Linked DNA regions of Sus scrofa: regions 1 and 2 are each linked to region 3. The links are chromatin contacts, called in public HiChIP or PLAC-seq maps. All regions are on one chromosome and are shown on one strand. The core of a region is the stretch at or near the end of the contact, and the rest is flanking DNA. Distances in the headings are between cores, read along the strand shown.

What was found. HiChIP or PLAC-seq counts read pairs in DNA pulled down with a chosen protein or histone mark.
Region 1: a contact with region 3 is called in an H3K27ac HiChIP or PLAC-seq map of alveolar macrophages. The contact joins two enhancer-like sites. A contact is called at or near these places in 2 of 47 Hi-C or Micro-C datasets (embryonic fibroblasts and fibroblasts) and 2 of 2 datasets of contacts at active chromatin or transcription factors (alveolar macrophages and skeletal muscle).
Region 2: an H3K27ac HiChIP or PLAC-seq map of alveolar macrophages shows a contact between it and region 3. The contact joins two enhancer-like sites. A contact is called at or near these places in 1 of 47 Hi-C or Micro-C datasets (embryonic fibroblasts) and 1 of 2 datasets of contacts at active chromatin or transcription factors (alveolar macrophages).

What each region holds. Positions count from the first base shown.
Region 1 is chr5:38,951,517-38,955,186 of Sscrofa11.1, forward strand. No RefSeq gene overlaps it. Among named protein-coding and RNA genes, the nearest start is that of KRR1, 130 kb to the left of the region's middle. Within about 2 kb of position 2,240, at least 21 of the 83 cell types and tissues checked have an H3K27ac peak or open chromatin away from gene starts, as enhancers often do. A contact at or near this core is called in alveolar macrophages, where this site is marked.
Region 2 is chr5:38,846,623-38,849,922 of Sscrofa11.1, forward strand. No RefSeq gene overlaps it. Among named protein-coding and RNA genes, the nearest start is that of KRR1, 26 kb to the left of the region's middle. Within about 2 kb of position 1,284, at least 27 of the 83 cell types and tissues checked have an H3K27ac peak or open chromatin away from gene starts, as enhancers often do. A contact at or near this core is called in alveolar macrophages, where this site is marked.
Region 3 is chr5:39,090,659-39,094,384 of Sscrofa11.1, forward strand. No RefSeq gene overlaps it. Among named protein-coding and RNA genes, the nearest start is that of PHLDA1, 230 kb to the right of the region's middle. Within about 2 kb of position 1,298, at least 1 of the 83 cell types and tissues checked has an H3K27ac peak or open chromatin away from gene starts, as enhancers often do. A contact at or near this core is called in alveolar macrophages, where this site is marked.

The DNA of each region.
Region 1 (3,670 bases), core at 990-3,489, 140 kb before region 3:
GGGGCCTGGGAGATTCAAGGCCAAAACCAGCAAGAGCTGGATAAAACAGGACTAATATTAAGGTCCCCTAAATCATGGAGATTATTCCAAGTACCCAAAAGAGTCTCTTTGTATAACTGGGAAAAAACAGAAATGGTTTCTGATCTACAAAATATAAAAATGCGGGAGGGATATTATTGTTAATCTTCTACATTATGACCTTCCTTTTTCTAATAAGAATTGGGGGCAAACTTGTCATCAAATGACTTTTTCAAAGAGGCAGAGTGTCATAAGGGAACAGAATGAACAGAAGTGGTACAAAGCCAAATACAATCAACAACCAGCTTTGTGACTTTTGGCAAGTTACTTCATCTCTCTGACCCTTATATTCCTTTGCTATAAGAAGGGGCTATTGTTACCTGCATTTTGATATGTTGTACGGACTAGAAATAGTCTATAAAAAACACAGCACAGTGGCTGGTACTGAGCAGACAGTCAACAATCATTATACTGACTATAATTTTCAAAGTAAACTAGTCAAAACACCTGGGAACCAAGCTATGCTTCTAGATGATTATATGAACCTAAGAGATTTTCTTTCACAGAAAATTCCTGTAATTTTATATACTGCTTGTGAATCAAGTTATACATCAAGGACAATATATTTAAATGAATCCTGTTCCAGATTAAAAATAAATTCTAATAACTTGTCTCAAAAGAGAAACAATCAAGATTCCCATTAAGACAAATTGAGTACCACAAAAGGATACAGAGCTAGACAAAAGAAGATACTACCAGTCTTTTCATGAGTATGTGACTCATTTTCAACTCAAAGATGGTATACAGGAAATAAATGCTCATTTACCCACTAGGCTGCCCAGAGCCCACAGGAATAGAGACTACACCCCACTCCTTTTTTGCATATTCAGGAAAATATTATGTCCTTCCTACTGGACTCAGGCCCATTTTTTTCAGGTGTAACTTGTAAAAGCAACACTGAAAAAGTGGCATTCTGGAGCACATTCAAAGTCCATTAAGACGGCACATCCACTTGGATTCCTCTTTAACCTTCGGGCCTCAGGATGGCCTCCCAACCATGCAAGAGCAGAGGGCCAAAAACATCAGAAAAAGAATATGAGATTTCAAAAATATCTGAAAAGGACAGTTGTGTTTTTCAAGAAGCCTTTCCCTCAGTGGCTTTAGCTTTTGCATATAGCCCAGAAGTAGCTGATAAACTGAGGTTCTCTGACTTCGCAGCCTGATGGATATAATTTTCATACTGTACTTGGGGAGATAATGTATGCAGTGTATTGGACAGTTGTTTCTGTTATCAAGCAGCCGTGTTCTCTCATTTCACTAACAAATGTGCAGACAAACGTACATTGTGGCAAATGCAAGGAAATCTCCAGCCTGTGTTTGAAACTTAAGCCTCCCCATTCTTTAGAGCGTAGCATGATTCAGACAATAGAGATCCTTGGTACCAGCATTACCCTTCCTCTGCTGACTCCTTTAAGACTCTGGCACATGACGATAGTTAATATGCTTCAGTGTAGGAATAAATTCTGATGGCAGACAGACGATTACTGTGGAGGAATTGTCATAATAGCTGTCTCATTAAAAAAAAAAAGTTTCACTGTAAATTTAAAATATGTGAAATGGACACCTATACTATACCCCAAATCCTCTTCTTGTAAAGTAGAGGGCTAATAAATATTTATCAATCAATCAATAAAAGGAAGAAGTATTTTCTGTGGATTTTGATGCCTTTCTGGAGAAATGACCTCAATCTTAGCTCATTCCTTTAAGATGAGAATGTTTAGACACAGAGTCATTATAAGCTACTAACGTCATAAAGTTAAGATCAGATTTAGGGATTCTACACTTTTCCTGTCCCTTCATACAATTCTGCTCTACTTTCTGGAAAAAAAGAAAAATCCTCTCTTCCTGAGTTTCCACCAATGAAATATTTACAGACTGATGGGCTCTTTAGTCATCACTGAGCAGAGCTGCAATCTTTTCGTCATTTCTCGGAAGTCATTTTCTCCATCTGCTTAATCATTTCATGTACTTCTGACTCCACCCCACGTGCTCACATCTCCAAGACAGAAGATTCCAAAAATGGAAAATAGCCCTTCAAGGAACCAAAGGGAGGCCTGGCAACATGTGTCCTTTGATAACAGAACATGTCCTCACATGTGACTCCGTGTTCAGCTGCGGAATTCTTTCTCTCTCACCGCGCAGGCAAGCTGCAGTCTCCATCAGCGCTCCGGGGGTGGCGCTGTCGCATAGGAGAAAGCGCACTGCTTTTGATGCCTGGCACACCTGGGTGCAAATCTTGGCTTCCCAATTTACTACCTACATGACCAGAATCAAGTTGTTTAACCTCTCTAAATCTCAGGTTCTTTGTCAGAAATAGTTTCAGGAAATACCTGCTACCTCATAGGACTCTGGCAATTAATATTTGTAATTAGTAATTAGTTAATATATGTAAACGGCCTGTATAATGTGTATAGAGGTCTATGTACATACCTGTATATACCTGTATATGTAACAAGTATGTACAACATTCCCATCAGCCCCCAAATCCAAGAGTTAAACCAATTTCTATCTCTTACCACACTTGATTTACCAGAAATTTTTGTCCACTCCTCTTCCATTTTCCTGAACTCATCCATTTCCCTCCAGTGATCTAAGTCACCTTTGGGCCAGCTACCACCTGATCTGAACCACAAGTGTTTCTTACCAGGACAGTGGAATCGCCGGCTTTCTAACTCATTGCTTTGCTTTCATTTTTGCCTCCTAAAATCTGTTCTTTACACAGCAGTGATGTCATCCTTTTAAAAGATTAATTAGATGAGGCTGCTTTTCATAAAACTCAACATGGGGTTCCCATTACACTTGGGGGAAAAAAAGAACCAACAACCCCAAATCCTTTGCAGGCCTAAAGACCCTATGTGATCTAGCCTTGCCTGTGTGTCTGAAGTTATAGTTATCCCCTTCCACTCTTCCATCGTTCACACTGCTTTTAGCCACATAGGTCATTTTGTGTTTCAGGAACTCACTAAGCTTCTTCTGTTTCCAGGACCTTTGCCCTTGCCATTTCTTAAGCCTGAATGTTCTTCCTGCAGATCCTCAGGTCCTTATTTGTCTGGTTCCTTCTCATCATTCAGGTCTAAGGCTGCTTGTCACCAAAAAGCCTCCTCTGATAGCCAAGTCTCATCTTGTCTTTCCCTCAGACCCCAATGCAATTACTCTCTAGCACATTACTCTGTCTTTTCTTTATACCACCCAACACCATCTTTGTTTACTTATAGAATGTCTGTCTCCCCCAAAGGAATGTCAGCCTTGTGAATATAGGATCTTTGTCTACCTTGTTTAGCTCTAGATTGTCACCTTCTGAAACAGGGCTTGGTGGGAAGTAGACACTCAATAAGTATTTGACAAATGAATGAATTAGTGTTTTTAAGCCTGTCCTGGGAGAACTGAGCTCTGTCACACTTTTCATAAACATGAAATCAGCAAACAAGATAATGAAGTCTTAAGACGTTCTCACAAAAGCTTAAAATCTAGGTCCTAAATTTTACAAGGTTGGAAAATTCTGGAGCATTATAAAGTTGTTCAGAACACAGAGCATATTTTAATCTTAGCTCTGTACTTTCTATTTGTGTGACCTTGGACATATTACTTAACA
Region 2 (3,300 bases), core at 34-2,533, 240 kb before region 3:
GGTGATGAGATGAAGAGTGGGAGGAAAGTCCTCTAAGACAAAAAGGCAGAATTTTAGTGAGGAAATTGTGTGTGTGTGTGTGTGTGTGTGCGTGAGTGCGCACACGCACATGAACATACTTCTAACTTGGGTCCCATTTAGGTATTTCTGAGATACATCTATTCACCATCCTCACACCCATGCACACACACACACTTCTAACCCAGGCCCATTTAGGCATTTCTAAGATACATATCTCTTCACTATCCTCACTTTTTGTAAGAACTCCTGATGGACAACAAAAACTCATTATCTGGAAATACAAGCATTAAAAGTAAATACCTAAAACCTTGAAATTCTTGGGTACGGAATTAGAAAAGAATTAGAGTTTTGTCATGAAGCTCATTTTCTTATCGTCCAGTAGGATAAGACCATTATTGCTCATAGTTATTGTTAACAGAGAAGTTAAAAAGCTATTCTCAAAGAGAAAGACATCCCTTTACCTGTACAGTAACTAACTAAATACCCCTGCTATTAACCCAAACTGAAAACAAGGAGGCAAATTTTAATTAAAAATATTTATAGCAAGTGGAATACCAGCTGTTATTTTCTTTCACCACTCATTGAATGTTTTGCAGCTGGCCATAATTCTCTCTTATTTCCATCAGCTTAACCAATAATAACAACTGTTCACTAGGTAAGGGATGTTTTATTATTACCCACATGATATGTAGGAACTGGTAAAGAAATCCTTAATTGAAAAGTTTTCAAAAGAACCACACTTCGGGTCTGAAGAATCATTGTTTAAAGGACTTTTGTTTCTTTAAATAGGTAAAAAAATGCTTTTGACCTCAGAAGTATCTCCATCGTCATAAGGCTCAAACATCTCTACAAATTTCCTAATCTATTGCCTTAAAACTATAAGAACATCTTAGACCACATTAAACAAAACTAGGAAAAACAAAACAGGAAGGGGTATTTGGAGGAGCTAAAGAGTGTACACAAGAATGAATTTGATGCAATAGTTACGGTGTTTCTTGAGATCATGTTCCTAGAGATGTTAGCAACCCTGTTCGTGAATCAAAACACCACTGAGTCAGGGCCTAATCACAGCTTTTTGTTTGTTTGCTTATTTGTTTTGTGTACAAAGTTGCCAGTGTTTCTGTGTCTTGTTAAGACTCTCTCTTCCAGTTAGTGAAAAACAGAAGTCAGATGAGAATTCAATGAAACCAACGGAAGTTGCTTAAACCGATGACACACATCACGAAAAGGAATTTAGCAAATTTAAGACATGCGTTCAGAGAGGAAACATGACTCACTTGAAGGGGATCCACGATAGTGCCTGCTGCTCAGAGCAGTGTTGCCTTGGTATTTATACTCATGTGGAGCAAAACGGATCTGTTAGCATGATTTAATAAGGGAAGGAAAAAATGTTTTCTTCGAGAAAAATGTACAAAACAAGCAAAAATATAAAGAAAGTAGATTCTAACAGAGTTCATGGTCCTGCTGTCAGGGGAGATGGCAGGAAAAAGCTGAACTGAAACTGTGTTCCCATAAGCAGATCAAGCTACCCATAAATGGCACATGCTCCTTTGGTATACTACTTTCTAAACATGTCGCCAGCTTCCACTTACTAGAAACCATTACTTATGGAATTTAATGAGATACCAGAGGTCAAAATCCCTTGTAGTTTCCAAATGTCTCAGACATTAATTTTTTTCTTACTTGATGAACTGATTGAATTTAAAAAGAAAACAAACACTGGAAATGAATAAAGCATTTTTTTCCCCCTAACTTACATGTTCCTTCTAGTCAAAACAGAAAACAATGAAGGATATTTTAAGGTAACTTTCCTTTCCTTTGTATTTAAGTATGATGCTTTTTATGGTAGGAGCCATCCTTTTTTAAACAAAAGGAAGCAGACTATTGTAGAGAAAGATGGAGGAGAGCAAGCCAGAAGCTGGAGACAGAGAATGGAATCACCTGGGTCTGAAGCACAGACTTTTTGATTGTTCTTTTTCTTTTTTCTTTTTTTTGTTTTGTTTTTGTTGCTTGCTGAGCCTGCAGCATGTGGAAGTTCCCAGGCCGGGGATCCAACCCACAACACAACAGTGACAACTCTGAATCCTTAACCTACAGAGCCACATGGGAACTCCATGAAGCAGAGATTTCTTATAACTGCTCTTTCACCTTCACAAAGAACTTGCTCAAGCTCTGAGGTGGTCAGTTGCAATATTTTGACTAAATTTATAGTCAGGAGGCTTTCTCTTTACCTGTCTTTATTTTAAGGAACTTACTTCATTGTCTGTTTACAAGTAACATAAAGGGCTCGATGACTTTAAAGGGTTCTTTCTGTTCTGATTTTCTTCTAAAACATTATTGAGTGCCTTCATCTGACTGGCTATACTAAATGTATGGCAGGCAGAGAAATAGTCAAAAAGCCAAATTTACTTCTAAATGGGTCAGAAACTTCATTTTAAATAGATTAGAACTGGGAGTTCCCGTCGTGGCTCAGTGGTTAACGAATCCGACTAGGAACCATGAGGATGCAGATTCGATCCCTGGCCTTGCTCAGTGGATTAAGGATCCGGTGTTGCTGCGAGCTGTGGTGTAGGTGGCAGACGCGGCTCAGATCCCGCCTTGCTGTGGCTCTGGCGTAGGCTGGCAGCTACAGCTCAGATTCGACCCCTAACCTGGGACTCTCCATATGCCACGGGAGTGGCCCAAGAAATGGCAAAAAAGACAAAAAAAAAAAAAAAAAAAAAAAAAAAGATAAGAACTGGCAGAAAATAGGAATGAAGCCAGTGCAATTTATAAAGAAGGGCATCTGATTTTTGTTTTAAGATGAAAATGGAAAAACAAAATTAAGAGGGATGAGACAGAGGGAGAATTTGTAACAATGGGATGCTTTTGTTATTTCATTTATATGCTTAGAATAACTGACTTGTTTGAAGCAATCTGACAATTTTAGTACAAAGCAAAACATACAAGTCTGGGGCTTTGAGATGGCAACTTAACAAGCAGAAACGATAAAAACAGAATTAATTTTTTCCATTACATTTCGCTGGACCTCCCCGTTGAGACGATTTACTGGCTGCTGTGTAATCCTTATGTTGATAAAACAACATGCTCCGGATTTCCTGATCAGATCAGGGCAGAATAATTAAAGTCTACAAGTACAAGTGGTTATCTCTGCTCTAATTCCATAAACACCAGGGGATTATCAATTAAAGATGCTCTCTCAATCTGCTATGAAAAAAAAATGTATATGGGGGAAGCCAGCTGAATTTTGATTATACCAAATTCCCTGTTTCCCACACT
Region 3 (3,726 bases), core at 48-2,547:
TGAAATTAGCCAAAGGCTTACAACAATCTGGAGAGTATTTATTCAACAACAACAAAAGACTGGATCTTGATAAGAATAGCAAGATTTGTAGTGTTTTAACTTGCCCTACTCCTATTCCACCTTCCACAGCTCTGGAGTAGCTTTGAAATCCAACAGACTCACAATACAGCTACAACTAGAACAACCAGACACAAAGCCAACAAGAAAATGAAATCCCAGTTTCCTGCTCTATCAAATATGGCCAATACTTTACCTACCTTAGAGAAGGGTTGTAAAGTTAAATGAGATAATACAGGTCCACACTCTTAGCACAATGCCTGGTCAGTAAGTCAATAAGAAAGGTATTAGGAAAACTGCTGTGCATTTGCTAATTTTCCATAGTAAATGCGAAGAATTCTACAAACTATCTTGTACATTGTCATATGTACTTTTTGAGTTAAAAGCTAAGGACTCCTTCTTCCTTTTTTTTTTTAAGCAAGATTCCTGTGTGCTTATGGAGATATTTATTGCAAAGGAGGAAATGAAGAATTTCCCCATAGTGATCTCCCCTGATAAATTAGGGGAGAGGGCAATTATGTTCAAATATCATACAGGACTGTCTCTAGGAAAACAACCAGAAATCCAAAGAGAATGTAATTGCTAGTTGCATTTGCAGTAACATTTGAAAATTAAAAAAAAAAAAGCAACCCGAGAGATAGGATTTAATTACTTATCCCGATAATATCAGCAAATACCACTGTCACAAGAGGTGAAATTACTTGGCTAATACATAGATTCCACATCTCATTCTTAATCTAGTCTTATTTTCTTGTATAGTTTGTCTCTCCTTGATATTTTGTTATCACAGAAAAGACAGACCTGAATTTCCTTTCATCTCAGTAACTTCATGTTAGCACTCTTCAAAAATATCAAAGTCCTCCTTACTGAGGTCTGAGTAAACACTGAGGAAAGTATTCTTCAAGGACCCAAGATAAAACTTTTAGGAAGCATCCAATGTTTATTTTTATTTCTCTAAGGCTAAGGTTGAGCAAGTGATATCTTTCTTTCTTCCTTCCTTCCTTCCTTCCTTCCTTCCTTCCTTCCTTCCTTCCTTTCTTTCTTCCTTTCTTTCTTTCTTTCTTTCTTTCTTTCTTTCTTTCTTTTTTTTTTCCTTTTTACAGCCACATCTGTGGTATGTGGAAGTTCCCAGACTAGTGGTCAAATGGGATCTGCAGCTGCTGGCCTACACCACAGCCATAGCAACACCAGATCTGAGTCACGTCTGTGAATGCTGGATCCTTAACCCACTGAGCAAGGCCAAGGATCAAATCTACATCCTCACAGACGCTAGCTGGGTTCTTAAACCGCTAAGCCACAACAGGAACTCTGCAAGTGATGTATTTCAAATTCTCCTTTTTAATATCCAAATAAGGTCATTTTTCACACCATTTTAGCAGAAACATGAAGTTATTCCTTGAGAAGTGGAGTGCCCACTGTGCCAGTGAGGATAATCTATGCTGAAAATATCAGCCTCCTCTCAAATTTATGTCAAGGTCTCCAGTGAATTTTCATAGGATAATCCAGATGCTAACAACCAGGTATCACAGAAACAAAGAATGACTTCATTTCCACTATAAAGGTAGTACTTAAATAACCCAATTCTCCTAGAAAACCACTCCTTTAAAAAAATCTGATGATAAAAACAAGACCTGATATTAAAATTTATAATTATACCATCAAAGGATAATCAACATACTATCCAGGCAATGAGCAAATATTTATGGATAAAGATGTTTACATTTTCTCAATTAATCCATTAGTAGATGTTCTTTTAGGTCTGTATTTCTTTTTATATATTCAACAAACAATTATTAGGAATCTACTCTATTTCTTCTCAGTTTTAAAAAGAAACAAATTACTAATATACAAAACAACATGGATGGATTTCAAAAGCATTATACTAAATGAAAGAAGCCAGACACAAAAGACTACCCACTGTATGAGGCCATTTATATGATATTCTAGAAAAAGCAACACTAGAGAAACAGAAAACAGATTGGTGGTTGCCAGGAGCTGGGGCTGAAAGCGAAGCAGGGGATTGATTGCAAAGGGGTAAGGAGGGAACTTTGGGGAGTGATATAACTGCTCTTTATCTCGATTATGGTAAAAGTACATGACTCCATATATATGTCAAAACATGTGAAAGTATACTCTTTAAAGTGTAAATTGCATTGTATGCAAATTATTTTGCAATTTGAAAAAGAAGAAGCAGTTAGAAAATCCCTGGCTTTAGCTTCCCCCCAACATACACACACACACACACACACACACACATACACACACACCCCAAATCACAAAGAACCAGCCATAGATCAGAGGCAAGCTTAGCACTGGAAATGGAATGTGAACAAGATAGATCCCTGATCTCAGGAGCTTCTAGCTAGAGAGGGAGACAGACTTTTAAAAAATAATCACAGGAAAACATATAATCACAGATGTGAGTGAGTACAAGGCAGGGGGCAATGAGAATAGATGACGTAAGGAGACCTAACCTAGACCTTTGTGGATTAGATGGGCTTGGTTTGAAATCTTTTTTAAATGGCAAGACTTATCTCAAGGATCCCAGGCTCATCTTAAGCTCGGAGGAAAAGTGAGTCATTTAGTCACTTAAGTCCTAGAAACTGGGGAAAAACTACAGTTTTTCTGAAAGTCTGTAAAACAGAGAATAAAGAAGTCTGTTCAATCAAGAGGGAGTCTCTTCATGTTAAAATTCCAAGACACTTCCACCCCCTGCTGAGCTTCTGGATAAGGGAACAAACGGTGTGTGAGATTATTACTCATGGAAAATGCAGGTTTAATTAAGATCATTTGTATGTTACTAATAAAAATATGTAATATTTATGAGCTTGATTCTTGTCTGCTCCTTGCCTCTCATTCTATTTAATTAGCTCTGTGTAGGAGGTGCTGAATTGCAAGAGCCCCTTTATTTTACAGTGATATTCCCACTACGGCCTGAGATGTGTTTGAAACAAAGAGAAAATTAAACTGTTCCTTTGGCTGTAATACACAGGGAACTCTGTGGGCTCACATCTTCACTGAAATTGCTCCCATATATGAACTACATTCCATCCATCCCTGGTGATTAAGATGAGAAAGAACTTGCCCATACATAGAATATTTTCAGAATTACTGAAAAAGAAAATTCAATACATTATCGAGTATTATGGAAATAAACAAACACACACTTAAAACCACTATATACACAGGCACAAATACACATGCATGTGCATATATATATGTAGGTCACATACACAGTCTTCGGAAGAAGAAAAAGAAAACTCAACTTTTAATATGTATAAAACTGATTAACAATGAAATCTTCACCTTCAACTACCTTAAACATGAATTCACTACAAAAGTAGACTTTAGGAATATAGTCCTAATAACAGCTAACACTACTTTGGCACTGTATGCCAAACTTTACACATATTGACTTATTTTAAACTCTCAACATCTCTACAAGATAAAATACTATTATTCCCAGCCTCATTTAACAGATGGGAAAACGAGACTTGAAGAGGCTAAGTAACTCGCTCAGATCAGCAAGTTAATTAAGAGTAGAGGTGGTGTTGTAACCTAAGATATTTGGTTCTAAATAGGTCCACTCTGGCTTCTGTTAGCTGTATGTCAATTTCATCAAAGGCGTACATGTTTGGCACCCAGAGAAGTAGCTTGCTTAATATTAAA